3 separate regions of the Triticum aestivum genome follow, and regions 2 and 3 are each linked to region 1. Evidence: chromatin contacts called from public Hi-C data. All regions are on one chromosome and are shown on one strand. Each heading gives the region's core, a stretch centred on a gene start, on an enhancer-like site or on the middle of the called end of the contact. The rest is flanking DNA. Distances are from core to core; before and after follow the strand shown. Region 1 has its middle 30 kb from the start of LOC123085417. Region 2 has its middle 74 kb from the start of LOC123085418. Region 3 holds the start of LOC123085418 (AT-hook motif nuclear-localized protein 19).

Region 1 (2,771 bases), core at 153-2,652:
GTCGGGCGTCAGCGGCCCTCATCCTCTTCTTCCAACTGCGGGCACATCGGTCCCGGCAGGACTCGTAATACGGCGGACCGGTGATGGGGAAAGGGAAATTGGAAGGCTCCCAGGAGGTCCGCGATAATCCTGCCCTGGAGGATCTGAGTGCCTGATATAAGCAGTGTCAGTCAGCTCGAGCATTTGAGACCCGTTTGACGTGCCTACCTGAGTCACTTTTTTATGATCAGGCCGTCCGCTTAGGTGTTTGAGGCGGGTTTGGGATGCCCGGCTGTGAATGCTCTAATGAGGTATAAGAATCAGTCGTAAACTTAGTTCTTAATCATGGTGTCTGCTACTACATCCCTTGACTAAGTACCCACGTGGAATGGAACCGTGAGCGCCGGAGGGGGACCTCAAACATTCCCCAAAAAACGCACCGACATCCCCGCTGTCGCCTTGGCTTGTCAAACCTGCATGCCAATCTACTACGCCGAAAGAGCGGTCTGGTTGCTTCCCTTGCAAATGAAGTAAACCTTTGCGGCCAGACCACGAGGCAGTTTGACGAACGCATTGCCGACGGAGCAATAGAAAGAACCTTACGCGTGTGTGTTGCTCGGAGACGGAGGCGCCCCGCCGCAAAGCACATATAGATACTCCAGCTTTGAGCTGCCGGTTCGCCACGGCCCCCGACCCGTGCCTTAATTTGCCTGCCGCCGTATGAATGTGTGTTGTGCAGCGGCAGACGTAGTATATGATTGCACCTCAAGTTACCCTACCGGCCCCGACGTGAACGCGACCACTGCAACCGGCCGGCAGACTCCCGCCCAACCTACTCTATCTAATCCATCAAACTATGCAAGCAACTCAAGTCAGATCATCCAACCGCGCGTACGTAAAGATGAAATCAAGTCCCTGTCTCTGTCTGTCTGCCTGCCCACATGCATTCGAGGCTGCACCGTATGGACCATTTCATGTCATGCATTAAACAAAATTTGAACAGATTTTCATACGGACGTGGAGTCTTTGACTTGGAGCGGCCACTCAGCGTGGTATCTGACCTCACCCAATGAACGACAAACAGGCAGCCACAATGGAAACTGGCACTCCTGTTGCAATCCTAGCTTCAGATAGGTCTTATATTTTTAGCCGACGGCGCGGCTCCGAGACAAATATCCGGAGAAGCCAGAGCGGAGCACGGTCCGATCACGTCTCGGTTCTGAAGCGGGCGTTGAATTTGGAGCGTCTACTACAGCCCGACCGTGTATAAATAATCGCATTATCACATGTACGTATATGCCTGGATATATATAGATTACTGGCGGCGCCGAAGAGCTTGTGGCCAGGATTGGCTCTGCCTTGGTAACCTTGGTTGACATCCTTTTAGAAAACAGATATCAGCAGAGGGCAGATCAGCCATGTCAGCACCGCCAACGACAGGTAGCTCGTGGGATAATGCCCTGAGCGAACGTGAGCCACGCAATGGAACGGAAATGGATCGATCGAAGTTGGTGTCTTTGACTTTCTTCTTCTCCGCTGCTCCCCACTTGCAGTTGGATGGCTCCATCTCTATCTCTATCTCTATGAAAGTGAAGGGGATTGCAACGTTGAAATGCGTTGTCGGGTTGTTCCTTCCTGCATCGCACCTGTCCATTGTTCTAGTCTGTGCGCTTTGAGCTCTTCCGTTTTCGTTTCGATTTCTCTCTATCAGGAACAGCCACAAGTGGCTACTGGCTGTGGTCATATATCAAGCCACGGTAACACACTGTCAAAAGCTGGGACGGTTTTGCACACTGTCAAGAAAAGTTTTGAGCCGGATGGTTTGCTTTGCTAGAAAAATGAAGGTGTCAGCCGCGGCCTCTGCAAGGTCTTTGTCAAACTGCTCCCTGAACAGACCGGTCATTCTTTTTTTCAGGCAAGACAGTAGGTCATCCTACTGCCTATTTTCTTCTTCATAAAGTGCTGGCTAAAGGAAAAGACTAATGCAAGGTCATAAGCCCACGCACAACAAGGTAAATGAAAGTTTCTATCTATGATTCCAATGCAAGTCCCCGTAGGTTTTCCTTTTGCTCTGTGCACAAGGAGACACATTTCTTCTTTGAATTTTTTCCTGAGCTAGTATATATATTTTTGCTGGATTCCTTTGAAGATCTGATCGTTTCTGGTGCTCCAAATTGCCCAGGTGGCTACTGGCTAGTAGCATGACATTTTCCATATAGAAAGGAAGATACAAACATCATTTCAGGTCAGAAACTATATCTTTGAATATTCATAGGTTCAGACTCTCAGGATATTCCTAACCAATCCCTTATAACCCGTTAGAGGAGTAAAATTTATGTTTTACTCCTTTAAGCGGCACCTAGCCGACCCCTTATTTGTCGTAAGTGAGTAAAGTTTTTACTCTATCCCCAAACTTTTTCTTAAATTTACTCCACCGCTCGGCAGCTGAGTAAAAGCCGTGCCTCTCCCTCGTGTCGCCCCCGTCCCTGCACTTTCGCCAGCACTACTCCTGGCGACCCCCGCCAGCCCAACCGCTACCTCGTTGCCTCCCCCACCCTCCGCCGCCCTTTTCCCGACGTCGAGACCGTTCGACCCATGTCGCCGTCGCCGGAATCAGGTGAACCGTCGCCATTGTTGTTGATTCGTCGGATTGCTTCTTTTCTTCTTCTTTTTTTGTCGGCTGCCGCATCTCACGTTGATTGCACACCGCAGAAGGTCATTCCCTCTTGTCCCCACCGATCTGTTTGGTTAAAACGACACCGGTCGGCCGATGCACCACCACCGCACCGCAA
Region 2 (3,067 bases), core at 508-3,007, 130 kb before region 1:
CCTAGCCGACTTGTTCTTGTTTGCAGAGATAGAAAAAATGGATGGAGCTATATCTTTGGGCTTCTTCCTTCCCTCCAGCCAAGGGGAGTGCCAAAACTTCGCCTTCCGGCCACCCCCCACAGTGATAGTTGAGGGAGCATAAAAAAGCTCTTTGTCCGTCGAGTCGCATGGGTTTCCCATGCCCACCCAGGCCCTAGCTGGCTATTTCCACTCGTACTAGAGCCACCTCAATCGCAGAGCACGAGCAAACATATTTAGGTCAAGGACACCCAAGCCACCAAGCCCCTTTGATCTGCATACCAGCCTCCAACTGACCTTGCATTGCCCACCGGAGACTTTATCAGATCCCGCCCATAGAAAAGCCCTCTGAATCTTCTTGAGGGCGCCGATTGTGTTCTCTGGTAGCTTAACTGCAGTAGCATGAAAGGTTGCCTGGGACACGAGGACAGATTTAACCAGCTCCGTGCGCCCAATCGCTGTAATAAATCGGCATTGCCAAGGCACAACCTTTCCTGCGGCCTTGTCCACTAGGTGTTGTAGGTCAATCTTCCTGAGTCGGTAAACCGACAGCGGAAGGCCAAGGTAGCGCATGGGGAAGGTCGAGCGCTTGGCCGGGAAGCTCTCAGCTCACTTCCATCCTAGCTAATTTTGGGGAGGTTACTGGCCTGTTGACAAACTTGGAGAAGAGCACCGTCGCGTCTATTCGGTGTGATGGTATCAGCCAAAGTTGGATATAAGAAGTGTTGTGTAATGCCATTTAGACCATGTTTAAATTTTTCGCCCATTGAAACGCACGGACATTTGTACTAGTATTATATAAGGAGCGAAATAAAATGTGGTTAAGCCAATGAAAATTGGTTATTTTAGGCACAATTCGTGCAAGGTGCGGCTCCATGCCTCCATCTACCCATGCTCTTTCTGAACGAGTGTTGTGGGCAAGCAAAACTTGCACTTTAGAAGCAGCTAGTTTCTCTGAACGCTTATACTACCTGCAGCTTACAAGTTACAAGTATGTCTTCTAGTGTTTTGTTTTGTATGAATATATACAGGGCCATATTATTATCTTGGTTATTTTCCTGTGGCATTTAATCAGGAACAGTTCCACAAAGCTCGCTTTCCGGCAAGAGAAGCCCAAAATTAATGTTTACAAGATAGGGACTGCGTCCCTGGGGACACGCACAGAGTAGTGCCTTCTGGCTGCTGCCATACGTGCATGTTTGCCTTGACGTTATTATTATTATGTGTTGCCAATGCCAGCCACACCTGTTCTTGTCGTTCATCGTTTTTAAAGACCAGCTGAAGCAATAGATGACTGGGGATGGACAGACACACTGACCGGTCATCCTGCTCCATCTACACTTCAGCCATCCATTTGGTTAGGTAATTAATCCAGCCGGTTTGAATTGAAATCAGTCAGCTTATTTAAATCGAACACCCAATCCCAGGTTACATCAGAGTATCGCACCAAATGGATAGTTCTTCTAGAGAGTTGCTCTCGCATATACGGAGTACTACTATGTACTATCAGCACGGACGCTGATGTTGCTGCTTTTACCACAAATGAACAAGCACTACATTTCCCAGCAGAGGCAGCAGCGAGGCCGCTGCAGGCGGCCAGCGACCGAGCGAGGGCCTACCGCCTTAGGGTTGGTATGACGGTAGGGCCGCTAGGTTTCGTGTTGGTGTCGCACGTACATGGCATGGCCAAACTCCGATGGTTGGAGCGTTGCGATCGGCGACAGCGACGGAAGCGAGGCGACCTGTGTGGCCGCAGTCGGAAATAATGGGCCAAGTGCAACGCATTGCATGCACCTGATCCCTATCCTGACGCCCCCTTTAGAAATCGGCACCCATTGACGTGACGTCTCGACATTGACTCGCTGCTCCGTAATCAAGGGTTTGATTTTGGAGGGTGAGAAAGAATCGCGCGCGCACAACTACTCATACAAGTCGACATCGTCCACGAGCCATGGGGCCGGGGCCGCTCTTGTTTTCTTAACCACCAGCTAAGCTAGAAATGATGGATCCGTGTGATGGGGCGGTGTAACGTGTAGTGCTCCATTAGAGCACGAGCAGATCAGGTTGCATTCCGACGGCATTATAAAGAGAGACCAGAACAAACAAGACAGAGAGACCAAGGAAAGTATTAAGGCACCAAATACAAATAAGGTACCGGGACAGCCTAACATTGGCGAGTGGCTACAATATGGAGATGCCGTTTACAGGTGTCTCTTTTCCTTGCCGTAGAAGATATGTGCAACTCATGATATATTGATTGGATGCATATGCACGTATATATAAGTACATAGGAGAGCCATGTCTTCAACTATATAAGAAAGAAGGAGGGTTTGTTGTACAAGAAATACACATGCAATATCACATCTCAACATCCCCCACAGTCGAAGCGGCACCATGGTCGACGCAAAGACTGGATCGAAACTCCTCGAAGGACGCAGTAGGCAAGCCCTTGGTCATGATGTCAGCAAACTGTTGGGAAGTGGGGACATGTAACACGTGTACATGGCCAAGAGCCACCTGCTCCCGAACAAAATGGATGTCAATCTCAATGTGCTTGGTGCGTCGATGATGAACCGGGTTGGCGGAGAGGTAGACAGCGGAGACGTTGTCACAATAGACAATGGTGGCCTTGTCAACCGGGGACAAGAGCTCGTGAAGAAGCTGACGAAGCCAATAACACTCTGCAACGACGTTAGCAACCGCGCGGTACTCTGCTTCAGCACTGGAGCGAGAGACCATAGGCTGGCGCTTGGACAACCAGGAGATGAGTGGTGGTCCAAGATAGACGCAATATCCAGAGGTTGAACGGCGCGTATCAGGATAGCCGGCCCAGTTAGCATCAGAGTATGCAGTCAGGTCGAGAGAAGGCGAAGCCCGAAGTGTCAATCCGAGACCCATAGTGTCGCGGATATAGCGAAGAATACGCTTCACCAAGGTCCAGTGGGCATCTCGAGGAGCATGCATATGGAGGCACACCTGCTACACGTCGTACTGAAGCTCCGAGCGAGTGAGGGTGAGGTACTGAAGAGCACCAACAACCGACCGGTAA
Region 3 (2,867 bases), core at 18-2,517, 200 kb before region 1:
CATGCATGACATAGCACATTAATTAACAAGATAATGGAAGCTAGGCAAACAACTAGGGAGGAAGCAGAAAGCTAAACTAGCTAGGTAGAGGAACCGCGCGCGCGATTCACCTCGCCGGTGCAGCGCTAGAATGACGTCGGCGGAGGCCGCGCCACGGCCGCCTGCCCCCACTGCCCGAACACGTCGCTAGGCGGCGTCTGCGGCACCGCGTACATCGGCGGGGGCACGGCGGCGCCCCCGCTGCCCTGCTGCTCCAGCTGCGTGGCGGCGCCCTCCGACCCGGACAGCACGGCGCCCTCCTCGGCGTCTTGATCCAGCGGCAGCCTCTCGTACGTGGCGTTGCCGAACGTGGCCGCGATCACCATGACGGGGCCGGACGCGAGAAGCTCCCCCATCACGCTGCCCCCGACCACCTGCCCCTGCCCGCCGGCGAGGTAGACGGCGAGCCCCGTCGCCCCGGGCGGCGCCGGCGCCGGGAGGAAGGCGCCGGACAGGGAGAGTATCTCGAAGCGCCCCCTTAGGGCGACGGCGGCCGCCCCGGTCCCCGCGGGCTGGCGCAGCGTGACGTTGGTGACGGCGCCGCTCCCGCTGAGGACGGAGACGCCGCGCTGCCTGCGGCGGGAGAAGGCCGCGATGGCCTCCACGATGTCGGCCCCGCTGGCGATCTCCAGCACGTGGGAGCGCATCGCGTTGGGGCTCTCCCGCGTCACCACCACGGGCGGCTTGGGCTTGTTCTTGGACCCCGGGGGCCTGCCGCGCGGCCGGCGGCCCGACCCCGAGGAGCCCCCGCCGGCCGAGGGCGGCGGCGACGCGTCGTCCTCGTCGTTGTTGCTGCCGGCAGGGACGTGGGCGTAGGCGTGGTTGCCCTGGAGCGGGTGGCCGTCCATGCTCCCCATCTCCTCGGCTTGGGCTTCGGCCGCCGCGCCGGCCGGCCACCAATCTGCCAGCCCTACAATTTTCGCGGTCGTCGCCGAGGAACGAAGATGGCACACACAGCCTTAGGCTCCTGCAAGAGCTTCTCCAATGCAAGCGGCGGCGGCGGCGGCAGTGAGTTTCTGGTTGCTAGCGAGTGGTTGTATGGTATGGGACGGAACTATGGGCGTTGGCGTTGCTCTCACCGGCTAGGAGGAGGAGTATTTATTTACGGCTCCTTCTAGAAATTCGCTTCGCTTCTCCGCTCTCGTCGGCGCGGGCGCGGGGTAGCAGTCGTAGTCGCACTCGCACAATCGAAACCACTCTGCTACGATCAAACGGGACGCTCATCGCTTGGCTCCCGACTGGGTACCGAGGCAGTATATATGCAAGGTACGGCCCTGTGGCAAATGTAACGGCACTGGTAGTACGTCGCGGTTAGTTAGTGTGACCCGGCCAGTGGGCAGTGGCCACATGCGTACGCACGTTAAGCAGTGTTTAGGAGAGGGAGGCATGGCCTTCTGATCGGGTCAGGTGGGCTTTGAAAAAATGTCGTGCAAATGGACGAAAACGGAACAGCTGCGCGCCGAGAGGCCTTCGGAAGCACGGAGCTGTTTAAGCACGTGCCTCTTTTGAATGCCATGACGAAGACGACGGAGTCCATAATGACCCTTCCCTCTTTGCCTGCCCTGCCAACCCATGGTTGATTCCCGCTTTTTGGTGTGCAGGATGTGTTCAAGTTCAACACATACGACTTTACATGCATGTGCTCAATTTGAAAATCACACCTCTCTTGTGAAAATAGCAAACGCCATATATTAGAATCGACTAGTCCTTATAAGACTGGTAATTCAAGTCTGAGCCCGGGCTCATCTACACCTGATGAACAGCAAATTCATAAAAATACTAACAAAATTCAAAAAAATCAGAATTTTTTAGGCATCGACGATGATCGAGTGTGCAAGGAGCGTGTAAATTTTCATGATGTTTCGGCATTCGAGGATCTATAGGCAAAAAAGACAAATTGGGCCCAAACAATGTACTTTTTTAAAGTTTCTTTCCCAGCCATTTTTTTTGTCTTTTTTATCACGATCACGCTGAATGTCCAAACATGATAAATTTTTGCATGCACATCACACGTTTAAGCATCTTGGATGCCAACAAATTTCAGTTTTTTTGGATTTTATTGCTATTTTAGACAATTACTGTCCACGCCCATGTGCATATGCATATGGGCACTGAATCGCTTCCTTATAAGACCATCATTACAAAAACTAAAAATTACATACCAATCCTTGCAGAAATCAACGCTGTCTTCCTCCTGCACTCGCAGGCGGCACGCAACCACCTTCGCATCTGGACCTTCGAAATACAATTGAATGTCCGAATGTCGCCAGCCGGAGAAGGAGCCACATGATTAATACAAGAAACGACACCGTCCACTCCACCAGAAGACATCCTCGAAGGCCACCTACATAATATGGCTCAACCAGATCCACCACTCTTGAAGAACAACAACCAGACGATTCCCCTCCCCTCCTCTACGACACCGATGAGACTGCCGTCTGCAAGATGCACCAGGAGTCGGGAACCTTGTCCAAGATGCCACCGTCACCACCACAACGATGGTGTTGGGGAAAGAAATTCTAATCCTAAGAAATCCAACTATAGTGCCACAATGCAAATCTGAGGTCCCCACTCTCTCCCGCTAACATAGCAGAATGCAGAGGAGTAGGGGATCCATGACCTCGTTGGCAGGAGCGGTGGCGTTGTGGGGCATAGGGTTTCAAGAGTGGGAGACGGCTTGACAACACCTCAGGTTAGGCTACCGAAGTCGGGCTAAAAATCACATGTGACAATATTTTGAACCCAAAATATATAGGAGCTCAATTTATTTCGCGTTGTGTACATATACCAAATTGCACACTTTCTTTCTAACTTTTAAATTCGACTAT

Evidence for each region. A called contact is a pair of places that touch in the nucleus more often than the background predicts.
Region 2: a contact with region 1 is called in a Hi-C map of leaf, with 6 times the contacts expected there. The contact joins two enhancer-like sites. A contact is called at or near these places in 2 of 5 Hi-C or Micro-C datasets (both in leaf).
Region 3: a Hi-C map of leaf shows a contact between it and region 1, with 9 times the contacts expected there. The contact joins the promoter of LOC123085418 here to the enhancer-like site in region 1. A contact is called at or near these places in 3 of 5 Hi-C or Micro-C datasets (leaf and an unstated tissue) and 1 of 1 datasets of contacts at active chromatin or transcription factors (leaf).

The regions. Positions count from the first base shown.
Region 1 is chr4A:102,829,577-102,832,347 of IWGSC CS RefSeq v2.1, reverse strand. No RefSeq gene overlaps it. Among protein-coding and RNA genes, the nearest start is that of LOC123085417, 30 kb to the right of the region's middle. Within about 2 kb of position 1,402, at least 2 of the 8 cell types and tissues checked have an H3K27ac peak or open chromatin away from gene starts, as enhancers often do. A contact at or near this core is called in leaf, where this site is marked.
Region 2 is chr4A:102,959,116-102,962,182 of IWGSC CS RefSeq v2.1, reverse strand. No RefSeq gene overlaps it. Among protein-coding and RNA genes, the nearest start is that of LOC123085418, 74 kb to the left of the region's middle. Within about 2 kb of position 1,757, at least 3 of the 8 cell types and tissues checked have an H3K27ac peak or open chromatin away from gene starts, as enhancers often do. A contact at or near this core is called in leaf, where this site is marked.
Region 3 is chr4A:103,033,122-103,035,988 of IWGSC CS RefSeq v2.1, reverse strand. LOC123085418 (AT-hook motif nuclear-localized protein 19) reads right to left here and starts at 1,267. Exons shown (of 1, transcript XM_044507048.1): 1 at 1-1,267. The coding sequence starts at 896. The coding sequence ends at 126.